Regions from separate parts of the Siniperca chuatsi genome. Here region 1 is linked to region 2. A link is a contact called in public Hi-C data. All regions are on one chromosome and are shown on one strand. The core of a region is the stretch at or near the end of the contact, and the rest is flanking DNA. Distances in the headings are between cores, read along the strand shown.

Evidence for each region. Hi-C and Micro-C count contacts between places; a contact is called where the count stands out from the background.
Region 1: a contact with region 2 is called in a Hi-C map of an unstated tissue, with 4 times the contacts expected there. The contact joins the enhancer-like site here to the promoter of myca in region 2. A contact is called at or near these places in 3 of 3 Hi-C or Micro-C datasets (liver, skeletal muscle and an unstated tissue).

The regions. Positions count from the first base shown.
Region 1 is chrLG19:18,687,967-18,694,797 of ASM2008510v1, reverse strand. No RefSeq gene overlaps it. Among protein-coding and RNA genes, the nearest start is that of LOC122867022, 27 kb to the left of the region's middle. Within about 2 kb of position 3,112, the one cell type or tissue checked has an H3K27ac peak away from gene starts, as active enhancers do. A contact at or near this core is called in liver, where this site is marked.
Region 2 is chrLG19:18,641,542-18,647,745 of ASM2008510v1, reverse strand. It overlaps myca (transcriptional regulator Myc-A), which reads right to left and starts at 2,093. Exons shown (of 3, transcript XM_044175831.1): 1 at 1,936-2,093; 2 at 42-732. The coding sequence starts at 696.

The DNA of each region.
Region 1 (6,831 bases), core at 1,863-4,362, 46 kb before region 2:
CAGCTCAGGGAGTCAGGTGTTCATAAAACTGTAACATGCACTCATAAAACATCATTGCACTAGAGCAAGATAAACACTGTTACACTCCCTCTCAAGGCCACTTAGAGAAAAAATACAGCTTTTCTTTCTGAATCAGTGCCTGGAACAGTGTTATCACAAGTTGCAGCTTTAAAAATACATGATGAGGTCCAGCGTTTTATCGTTTCATCGTCAACATGGCCTCCACTGCCGCACCTGTGAAGGGGATCATAAAGTTCCCAGCTGCTACCATCCATTCAATAAAAATAAAGCTGAGAACAAAGCGTCTCAGCCTGTGTGATGTGTAAATTCATAGCTACCCGTCATGTTTCTCTCTATCGCCTCCGCTGTGGCTCTGCAGGGCAAGTTTACCCAACCCATTACAGCATACAGCGTACAGTAAGAGGATTATATCACCAATCCCCTGATGTCACTGTAAAGCCACAGAGGCCTTAGCTCATGGTGAACCCCCCCCCTCTCCAACCCCTCCTTACCCTCTCCTGTCAGTCTCAATGGTGCCGCCCATCACGATCTGGCAATCATTTCACAGGTTCAAAACATTTCCCCTTCAGGCCGGTGATGACAGGAGCTTTTGCACATGCTCAGATGCTCAGACATTTACTTCTTTGGCTGAGTGGCAGAACAACTGACAAACTGCCCACAGGAAACAAACAGCCATATGGTGTGAGCAAAGGTGCCATATAAAGCCATTAAGCCATTTGTTCTTTGACATGGAGGTGCTCCTGGAAATGGCCATTTTGTCATGTTCAGTCAGTCAGATGAGACAACCTCTGATACCGGCTGATTACTGCACACACCTTCTACCTTAAACTACAGTGAAGCTCTTCCATCAACCAGGGGCCAATGCTGGAGCTGGTTCCCAAACCAAAATTTAGCTGCTCTGACTGTTTTAATCACCAAAAAAAAAGAAAAAAGAAAAGAGAGAAGAGAAAAGAGGCTAAATCAGCTCAGTTCCAGCCTCTCTCCTAACCTCAGAAGGGGTCGCATGAAATGATTAACAGAATAAGAAAACAGAAAAAAATTAAGAACTAATGGAAAACGCACACCTTTTCTAGTGAGGTGCTGGCTCGCAGGCAGACATCAAAGACAGAATGGGAAAGCTGCACACTCAGATGCAATCATTTACTTCACTCACTTCCAAAGATTGACGTTTCAGCAAACTGCCCTCTGCAGGATTATTTAGTTGAAACGTCAATAATATTTTTCGCGGAAACCATTTTTTAGACTTTTCTCAAATTTTTTCTTCTTTTCTTGTGAATTACTGGATAGTTTTACATCGTCATCCCTCTAAAAATGATTAAAATAACACAGTCTGGGAACAAAGAATCACCTTTGTGACTTATTGATATAAGTAACCGGTGACACGGGGTCACAAGTAGACCTCGCTTCATTTTAAGGGATCACAAGACAAAAATAATTGGGGGAAACTGCTTTGAGGATAAAGCTGGCATTATTTTCAAATCCCATGAAAAGACCGAAACAAGGTCTCATTTGGCGGATCCACATTAATACAGTTTCTTTGTCAATGTCATTTTAAAAGTTCAGTTTTTGTGCAGTTCCATTTACAAGGATGGCCACTGTTTTTCGTACCACAGCAGCCCTTGGCCTCATGTTACCTTACATCAAAAATGATTCCAATCAGAGGTATACAGATTTTAAATTTGGGGAAAAGAGACTGGGCCCTGGTTTTAGATAGGTATTTAATAACGGCAGATATCCTGGGTTTAATCTGTGTTGGGAGTCAAAAAGTTTGATTAGTGCTTCCCAAAACAATTAAAAACACATTTAAAAAAAGCCATACTTAGCATTTGGGTGACATGACAATACATGTTTGCACACATATTATCTTTTTACATGTGTTTTGGTATTTGCATTTGCATTTTCTGGTGGAAACTTAGGTAAAGCCAAATCTAAGTGCAGCACTCTGTTGTTGTCAAAGACAACAAGGAGCACCAAAGTCATTCTGATTGGCTAACCTTGGTCTATGAACGGCCGTGCAATCGTCCTGTTCTCAGACCAGCTGCAGCCTTCTATCCTGTCCAGTCCAGTCCTCTTAAGCACAGATGGCTCTCAAGAAGGATGTCTGCCAGGTGACTGAGGCCGGGACTTTGCAACTCAGCATTTTGGTTGAGGTTAAATGAAGGCCGTTCATTGTGCTTTGGGCCCAGGCGTGTGACTCTTACCTGGGATTAAGTCCATCCATTAGTTAATCACTCTCACACTAAACCTCCTAAACCCAGAGCTCAAACAATAGAAAACATCTCACAAAATCAATCAGCATTTTACAGTGGTGGTGCTCAGAGAGATTGCTGCGCTGGGCGTCGTATTATTCATATGGGTGATAAATTGGTCGTCTCTGCTGTGACGTCTGCTGAGTTTTATCTCTTAGAATGAAATCTGGCATCCACATGGCCGACATTTTAAGCAAATTACTAAACACATTCCCCCGCCGGCATGATCACTTTATTGTCATTAAAAAGATTTTACTGCTTTGATGTCTGAGGCTGTAACACTCAACAGGCAGTAAATGTCCAAAATGTGGAGGGAACACGGTTTCGTAGGTCAGGATAAGAGTTTCTGTTCTTTCTAGATAACAGTCCTGTATCACTCAACCATGCTTGACCCATTGCTCAATTTACCCAGGGTTCAAAGCAGCGGGTCACTCTGACCAGATTTGGTGAATATAGCCTACAAATTAAGGGAAAGGACAAGCGAAATTTTAAAAACACATCACAACAGCATGAGCTCATCGTATTTGGTAATGATTAACAGAGTTTTCCCTGATATCTACCCTGACATATCCGACGTGGAGGTCCACTTGATCCTTTGCTCACTTTTGTCACAGAAAGCCTATATTCAGAACTTTATGCAGTAAATGGTGATGATACAGCAATTTCTGAACAAAGAAATGTATATACGATAACAATAAAAAACTGACAAAAAGTGCAAATTAGCTGCAGCGTTTCCTGACTGTAAGCTCCGAAGTTTAACAACCCCAAGCTCTGCTTTATTGCTGCTGTGCTTTTCGAAGGTGAGAGAAAGAAAAAAAAAGAAGCGAAGGCATGGGAGAGTGTTAACTGTTTTCTGTAGAGCCATTCATAGTCTCTCTACCGCTGGAAATGCTGGTGAGGAATTCAGGGAATGCGGCTTCTCAGCAGAGATCAAAAGGGTTGAACATTAACAGCGCTGAACTCTTCAGCCCTCCAATGCTGCTCCCAGGGACTGGCTCTCAAGTTCAAGGGTCCCGCAGGAGCCCTGTTGAATGCTCATTGTCAATAGCAGGTACGTCACATGGAGCAGTTACATGTGAAGCCGTGGGTCATCCCCTCTTTCTGGCCCCAGCGCCCTGCCAACCCGCTTCATGCACACAAAGCCACTATGGGGCAGAGCAGGGGTGAGTTTCAGAGTGGTAAACACAAATAAGCCCATGTGTGTTATTTCTGAGGAAAATTAGAAGCCAAAATGTTTTTCTGTGAAGGTTTAATGCAAGCAGAGGACAGAACATGACACACACAATCATCTGAAATTCCCAAGCAGCAGTTTTCCCAGTTATCTAAACTTTGCCGTTTTGCAATAACAGAACATATATTTTGCAAGAGCTGCCAGGTCTTAACCTGAGGTAACAACTGTTCTCCAGATGAGCTCTCAAAACCGGTCAAACACCTGCAGTATTTCAGACCTGCAGGTGTTTGTTTTTGTCAGACACTGAATAAACCCATCTGGGTGCCCCCCGTATCTAGAAACTGTCAGAGCAGGCTGCAAATGAGTGGGCCTAAAGATAAACCATCCAGATTAGGGACCATAAATAAGTGATCTTTGTACTGAGATGCCTCTGGTCCTTTCAATCCACCTGTTGACGACTGTTAAAAGTGGCCATTCAGACCTGAGAAGTTAATGAGCAAATCGGAAAATTCGATTCAGTCTGGTTGAATTTAATTCCCTTTATTTCAGACCAGAGCTCCACATAAGGAGACAATTAAAGAAAGGGAAAGTATGCGTACACACCAGATACACACACACATCCAGCATGCACACAGACACACACATAATACAGCTGAGGTGGGATTAGTGTCAAATGCTACAACTATTGTACATATAGTATCTCTTTGCGGAGGCCTTGGCAGCGTTCCCAGATAGTAAGCAGCTACTAGTGAACAGGACTTTGGGTGGGTGCCATGTTTTGACAGTGAGGGATGGGGACGTCCATGCAGCAGCTGTGGGTCTCTGTCACAGGGCAGGAATGGGAGGTAGGAGGGTTCATAGGGTGACGCTATGGTAGAGGCGCCCTCTCTTGTAAGAGGCTCAACCCGCTTCCTGCTGGGGGTCCGGACAGATTTATGACCCGGCAAATTAAGTGTTAAAGCAGGATGTTCTGTGTAGAGCCGGAAACTTAGGCGTGGACATATCTGCATGTGTCTGCTACACTTGAACTTATTATAACAGTTTGTGCATATACTGAATGATAAAAACTGCAACACATGTAAGGACCCTGTGTTTAGTAGGAAATTTGTCACCACATAGATTTAAACAGGAGTCTGTATGTTTTCGTACATTGTCGCCCTCTGTGGTGGCGGGACGTAATCGCATTAATGTTTAAAACTACAACAAAGACGACCTGACAAACACTGTCAGTGTTACACATACTGTATACTGTAACATTGTAACATTCCTGTTTAAATTAGCAAAAGGTGAAAATGTGCCAGCTACCTCCTAAGCCCACTACTTGCATATTGGTGTTCTACAAAAATGTCAGAAAATGGGTCACTTCCTCTGCGACCGCTCTGGTTTGATTTTTCACTTTGTTGGTGTTGTGGCCAGAAAGGTAGCAGGTGGAGCTTCTATCCAAAGCAATGAGAATAAATTGTAGCATATAGACAGCAAATCCAAGTAAGTGTCTTGACGGCATTAACACGTCACACTGCAGATGTCGTAAAATTACAACATTTTAAGTAAAAGACGTCATTGTTTTGAGCTGTTGCTGAGTTTTTATTCTTAGGTTAAGCTATTTTTGTTAAAGGCCCATATAGTAATGTTTTTGTCCATATATCTGTAAATTTGATACATTAACATACAGAATAGAAAAGTTTGAATTAAAGATCAAAAATCAGCTTTCTTGTGTGTTTCTCCACTGGTCATAACTGAACATAATATATGACTATATTATTATTGTGTTCACCAACATTAGAGATGTCAGAAAATGTTAAACAGCATAATAATTTATATTTATTTAATTCGTTGTCTGGTATTAATCCTTGTATTAAAAACCCAATTTCAAAACCGAAGTCAATCAATATGAAATTAACAGCAGCTCACATTTTGCATTTTGGTGAAGGGGCCACCTTTTGTTTACATCAGTGGTGGAAGAACTTAAATCCTTAAGTAAAAGTAGAAATACCATAGTCTTAGAAAAATAAAAAGTAAAAGTCCTGAATTCAAAATGTTACACAGAAGCATTATCAGCAAAATGTACTTAAAGTATCAAACGTAAAAGTACTCAGTATGCAGAATTATTATTATTATGAAGTATTATGTTATTATAGAAAATTATATTATTCTGTTTTTATACTAATATGTGTATGAGTATTTTAATTTTGCAGTTCATCAATATGGAGCCAATTTTAGATACTTTGTATACCACTAGGTAGATTTGTATGACAGTACTGCATCATATCATATCAGCATATCATGTTTTTTTATGAGAAAAGTGACTGTAAGTGTCAAATTAATGTAGTGGAGTAAAAAGTAGGTGTATATGGAAATACTCAAGCAAAGTACAAATATGTCAAAATTGTACTAAGTACAGTACTTGAGTAAATGTACTTAGTTACATTCCATTGCTGGTTTACATTTGTTTTACAGACTGTGCCTTTAAGGATACACAAAATTATACATTTTATGTGCAAAGAAAACAAAAAATTTAATTTATTTTCATAAAATAGGTGCAAATTTCTTGTGACATCAGGCTCCATGGTTGCTATTTTCTCTATTATTGGTGGAATTTAATTGAACATGACATAATACATTGGAAATTCATTTCCAACACACTATTTTTATCAATAAGATTTGAACACAATATACTATCGGAGAGATGGACTATCAATCAGCGCTTGCTGCTTCAAACTGCATACTCAATTGGTTTTTGATCAAAAGCTCCTGAAAACACCTTCAGTGGCTCATGGGGGACACCAGGCGCACTCCCACATGAATATTTGACAACCCATCAAAGACATGAACAGGGTAAAATGCAAAAGAGGCAACTCATAATCATCAGGGGTGCTTTTTGGCCCCTCATTTTACAGGCTTTTTATGAACCTTCAAGGGCACTTTTGCCCTAAGCCCTTGTTAATTCTGACCCTGGTTAGTGTGTGTATGTGTATGTAAATGTCTTTTCGTCTGATTTCTTCACTTATCATGCAGTCTAGTTATCAGAAATTGTCTAAAAGCCTTGCAATCTCTCTGACAGACGGCGGCCACAGAGCGTTGGGATATATTTTTATGGTATGTATAGGATATGTATAGGATTTCACTCTGAACTATCTCTTTCATTCTGAGGAGAGCAGGGGCAGGTTTTGAAACTGTCTCTTTGTGATTGTTTTGTGTCTTTGTAGTCATTTAGCGTTTCTTTGTAGTCATTTTTTACGCACCTTTGTGGTCATTTTGCATCTCAGTGGGTCATTTTTTTGTCTCTTTGCGGTTGTTTTGCGTCTCTGTGATCATTTTGCTCATTTTCTGGAGGAGAGGCTTGTACTCACAAAACACAGAAGAGAGTAACACGAATGATGTTGGAGGGTC
Region 2 (6,204 bases), core at 844-3,343:
TGCACAGAGGGGTGTGCCTGCATGATGAGCGCACAGCTTACCTGAGTCACTACAACTGCTACTGCTGCTGCTGCTGCTGTTGGGTGGCGTGTCCAGTCCCAAATCTTTACTAGGCGGCGTCCCTGCGCTCTGCTTGGGCGTCTCTGCTATCGGGTACGGGAAAACCACAGATGGATCAATGCACTCCGACGCAGATGTGTTCAAATCTTGCAGGTAGCTGCTGTTCAGCCTCCACGCAGCTGCACCGGCGGGCTCCGCGCACTCACCGGCCGCCGACTCCTTCCTCGCAGCGTGCAGGGAGGCGAGCCGCTCGGAGACAACCTTTTCCAGCTTGGCCGCGGCGGAGAAGCCGCTCCACATGCAGTCCTGGATGATGATGGACTTGAGGAAGGTCTGGGAGTAGTCGGCGTCGCAGATGATGCTCTGGTTGACCACGTCGTCGCCCAAGAACTCGGTCACCATCTCCAGCTGATCCGCCGTGGAGGGGAAGAGGCTTGACAGGGACGGCCGGCGGCTCGGGGAGAGGGGAGGGGTCGGCAGCAGTTCAAATTTCTTCCAGATGTCTTCGCTCGGCGCCGGAGGCTGAAGCTGCTGAGGGTAGAAATCCTCCTCCTCGTTGTCATAGTAGAAATACGGTTGAAGAGAGTCGTAGTCGTAGTCATAGTTTTTACTCGCCAAACTTGAATTCAGCGGCATGATGTCTCTGCTGTCTTTTTTATTATTATTGTGAAGCTGGTTAAAGGAAAAACAAACGAAATGTGTCTGATTAGATGCTGATTCTAAAAAAGCTCTGCAGGTTCACAGTAGCTGCTTGGCACTGATCCTGCTCTGCAACATAAGTGTAAGCAACATCACATGGTCACTCCAAAACATCAACCCTGTTTGCACGCCTTGCATGCATGCACCAGTGCTGCAGCAGCAGGTGCTCACAACTGGGAAACTGATAGTAAATTAAGTGCAAGAGGGAAAACCCCACCTTCACTAAACGACTACTGACGATAAACTAATACCTTTTTTTGACTTAACTGGAGTGGGAAGGTGACGTGCGGCTCCAGAAACCCACTCCCTCCCCTTACCTTTCAGATTTTAAACAGTCGGCGGAAGAAGACGGGGCGAAATCGACCCAAAAGGCGCAAAAAAGAGCAGGAAAGTTATTCCAATACGAAAGAAACATTAAATCCTTCCACGGAGGTGTTGCAGTCGGTTTCAGTGACGCTGTGTGAAACATGCAATGGGAGCTGAACGGCTGCAAAAGCGACACGCAGTCTGTCGTCAGCAGCGTTGGAATCACAGCTGAGCGCTCCGCCGGCTGCAATAAAAACGGCCGCAGCACTCCTCCGCTGTATCCTTCCGCTCGTTTTCCCGCGAAACACTCGCCGGCCTTGAATATATCACACACACCAAAATTATTTTCCGCTTTTATCACCCGAAATAATCTCTGCACGCAGTTAAGGTTGATTTAAACTTGAAATACGTGTTTTTATTCGTATATTTTGTCACTAAATGATACATTTTGTCTTTACGCCGGGTCTATTTCGGTTAAGAAGAAGTGGGAGGGGTCATAGTAGAGCAGAGCTTCCATTGACCGGAGACATGCAAAAAAATACTATTGCAAGTAGTAGTAGGAGATAATTAGGACGAGTTATTTTACTACTACGCCACCTAAAATATCACCAAACATCTCAAACTGTCTCATGAATTCTGTTGAATCTCGTTAGTATCATCGTAATTAACCAGTAAGTCAGTTTTACCGCCTTAAAGGTTAGACTAAATTTACCTGCTTTTGTACAATCAAACACTTGCTTTAAAAAAAAAAAAAAATCACACTTTTAAAGCGACTGTCTGCAGAAATGCTATAAACAACACTTGTTGCCAGGTTTGCAGCAATTTCCACGATAATGCATTAGCGCAAAGCTCACAGGTGCAGGAGCTTACCTCGATCTGTCTGCAGGCACTGACAGCTCTGAATTGGGCTGAAACAGGTGAATTAAACAAGCAGACACGCTATATGATTGCAGTTTGTGGGTAATGTATTAAGTTAACATGCACACAGTAAAGAAACAGTGTGTGCGCTCCTGACCATGTAGTGTAGCTGGGTTTTGAGGTTGGACAGATTGGCACCAATTAACAACAGGAAGGAAGTAATTAAAGGAATCAGATGGGTACCGCAGCTAGATGGAAGTGCTCTCCTCTGCTGTGATGGGGAGGAGGGACGGGTTGAACGGGCTCGGAGCGCCCTCTGCCGGTCAAAGTGCTCCAGGACTGGACAGCAGCTAGGTAGGTGCAGGGTCACACTGATGGAGCTGAACTTTACTCCACAAACCATCAATGAAGTGAGAGATTATTGACTGAAAGTAGATTAAAGAAACTGAAAGTGTGCAACACTATAAATGGCACAGTAAGAAAATAGTGCCGTGGAGCTTTTTATTGGGGTTACTGGGGCACTTCATTAAAAAGTTGACAAATATAGCGAAGCGTGCAGTCTTTTGACAAAGTAAGCTGTGCTATTTTAATAAGCTGAAAAAGAAGACCACCACAAAGTTATTTTATTTAAAATGATCAGTTTATATTCAATTTTGTTGTTTTGTCAGACATCTTACAACCTGTACAACTAAAACAATCATTGCGAGATAAAGGATAAGTTCAGTTTCCCCCCCCCAAGTCTGTCTCAAAACAAGAAAACACAGAATGAAGACTGTGGACGGTGAAAATCACTTTTTAAAGGGATCTCTTTACAGCCAGCATAGGCACGAGGAACAATTAGAGCGACCAATAACTCTTTCAGTGTACATATTGACGTGTGAGATCGACGTGAAGAAACCTATGCACTGATGCTTTTAAAGGAAAAGTGCTGTTGTCCATCAAAGATGACCAATCACTGAAAGAAATCAGACAAATACAGAAACTTAAAATAAAAGAGATACATTATAAGTATATAAAATAAAAATAAGAATAGAATAAAATATAAACTTTACAAGAGCAATTAAATCAAAACTATTTGGCACATTATTGCCTTAAATTATGTACTCATCATATTTTCATCAACTAAAGATAACGTAGTAAATTAAAGTGCTCTTTGTGGTAAAGATGAACATATAACATTATTTATTGAGTTTACAAAGTTTCACTGTTGATGTTGGAAATAGTAGTTAGTCAAACATTTTTTGTAATAAAATTGTTGGACATAAAATATCAGGTCTCAATCAAGGAAGTTAGAGGTGACTGTGGGTTCATGCATTAATAATACTGCAAATTACAGATAATTTTTATTATACAAAACATGAGAACTAAATTCTTTATAGCTTTTTTTTATATCTTTGTCACTTGTAAAACCAACTACGCCCTTCATGTAATTTGTAATGTGTAAATTGTGTTTTTGAATTGTGCTTTTATTCTGCTGCCTATATTTGTTTTCTTATACACAGGTTTTGATCTCAATTACACTACTTTGATTGACTAACATGTTTTCTTAGCATTGAAAGAAAATAACATGTATGGTGTGTAAAAGTGTAGCCTCACATTTAAACTAAACACATGAGTAAACCTGCAACTTTACTCAGATTTCCTCTGGAAAAAGGCAAATAACTGTCATTGCAATGAACACGACAGACCGGACCAGAATCAATTCATAGTATAATTAAGTGTCATAAATGTTACTAACTTAAAAAAGTTAATTTAGTTAAGTAGGCCTAGGTTGGTTAGTTACATTACTGTTAAAGTCTTTTCATTTAGTCTAATGAATGAGAAAAAAAATGTATGTAAGCATGAAAACCTGATATTAAATTTAAATAGACGCACGATATCTCTCTTTAAAAATATCATTTTTAAACTTATAACTCCTTTAAGACTAAGCGACTAAGGAGTGTCTATAAGCTCACTGAGGGAAGCGTGGTTCACTAATGCTCACAGACACATAAGCGTCCACTGCTTGAGGCTTCAGAGGAAAAAAATAAATCAATAATTGAGCTGGCAAATGGAGGAGAGCAGAGAGAAGGAGACAAGAGGGTAGAAAAGGAGAGAAGAGAGATAACATTTCTCTTGTTATCAAGTCCAGAGGAAGTGGAAAAGAAAACCCAAACTGAAATGACACCCCCTCTCCCGTCCTCCATACTCATTCCTTCATCCTTTCTCTCCCTTCTCTCCTTTCCTCACTTTGGGATGCTGTGTGGAGGATAGCGATCATATCTACCAGACTCATGTGTTGTGGTCATTGTGTTTATCGGCTCCGGATGTTTCTTGTGTTGCTGTGTTTTCAGAGCGCCAGGAGACACAGAGGGAAGCTTTGAGACTGGCTGGCATCATTTCCTCTGATAAGTGGAGACTTTAAGGTGCTTGGGAAAAGTTTGAATGTGGGTTTTTTTTTCTCTCTCAGTAAAACTGGTTCTACCACTTTTGATTGACACAGTCTTTATACAGTAAAGTGCAAAGGTTTCTGCACTACACTAATTTTTCCAAAATATTTCCATCTAGTTTGGCAAATGATAATAAATATAGCAAAAAAGTGTTATTTACATAACGTCATACATCAGTTTAATACTACATTCTGTATAAATCTATAGTATAAGGCTCTAAGTTGGCTATAAAGGTGTTAATTTCTAACACTGCAATCATTCAGAGCAGTAATTGGCAAAAACAATTCTGCCGAATGAATTATCAAATTGTTCTTCTAGCTGTAAACTGTTGACCCCCACGGCTTGATATAACCCACCTAGCAGTAAAACAACCACAAACACCAAAAACTGTACACAATTCAATGCTAAGGCAGCTTTATTTATACAGTTAGAGCACATTTCATACTCAAAGGCAATTGCTTTTATATAGGACATAAAATATTTGAAATAAGGAATAAATAAGAAATAGTATTTAAACCAAAATAAAAGAATAAACATATTAAAAATAAGAAATTAGAAATAAATAGTGGAAGATGAAAGCTAAAGATTTATAAAGTCTTGTGATCTTAATTATGTAAACTAATACCAGGCTGGGAAAGATGTATGATTATCAAACCACTGCTAGCTACTGTGTGCTAAATTTACATTACACCATTATATTTTTAAGTGTCAGATATCTTACAGTAACATTATGCATATATAGTCTCACATTGGAACAAAGAATCCATTGTCCTCAGCATGTGCACCACTTTTTGCAAAACATCCTGCAAAGCAATGCATGGCCAGATGTAAACAGTTAGTTACGTTAACAGTTATGACACTACATCTTCCAGTGGTGGTGCAAAATAACAATGATTCATAAGGATCTGAAATCACTGCCTGCTATAGTAAGTGAGAAAATTAAATTGATCTTTATATCTGGCACCCGATCTACCACTCTGCACAGATCAGCACACATCTTTTCCATTGAACAGTTAGACATATAACTGTTGAATGAGTCATTTTCACACTATGGGTACCAACTGTTGTCCTTCCTTTTTGACTCAGAGGCTGCCTCTCTCAACTTCCCTCATTTCTGACCACAAATCCAACGTGTTGTGTTCTGTGGCCTCATATATGCAGCATATTCAGCGCACTCTATACAAGCTCTGCTATATCAGTCTTTTCCTCTTCTTTGTCCAGTGTGTGTTTGTGTGTGTGTGTGTGATCCCATGACACAGATAAGATGATGCTGACATGAGCTTATATAGTGTGCCGCAAGAAAGCTAAAGAAAAGTCAATGATTTTCCTCAGAGGTTGTGGCAGCATTTGACAAACGTACGCACACCTGCGCTTGAATTCATTCATAAAGGGAACGCCTAACATCAGCAGACACATATAAATAAAAGGAGCGCCATCTCATACACTCAGGACCCAGTTCAGCATGATGCCTTGGTATGAGGCAGAAAATCAATAGTTGTTCAGCTTAGTCGGAGAGGAGGTTGCCAACTAAACAGTCAACAGTGAGAGCATGGCAGATCTGTCAGACTACTCAAGAGCTAATTGTGTCATTAATTATTGACAGTGACAAGGGACAGTTATTGACATAGCTTACAGCCTAACCTGCACTGCATTTATAGGAACGGACTGAGAGTTTTGTATTTTATTCTCTCTCTTCGTGTGTGCACAGAAGATTTCCTGCCGGTCCCAAATCTAAGACAAATCTAGTAAAATTTAAAAAAGGGAGCCACTACGGATAAGTGTCCACCCTCTGTGTGTAGGAATCCAGCCAACTGTTATATAAATGTTCAAACAAGTACCATAAAACAGCAGC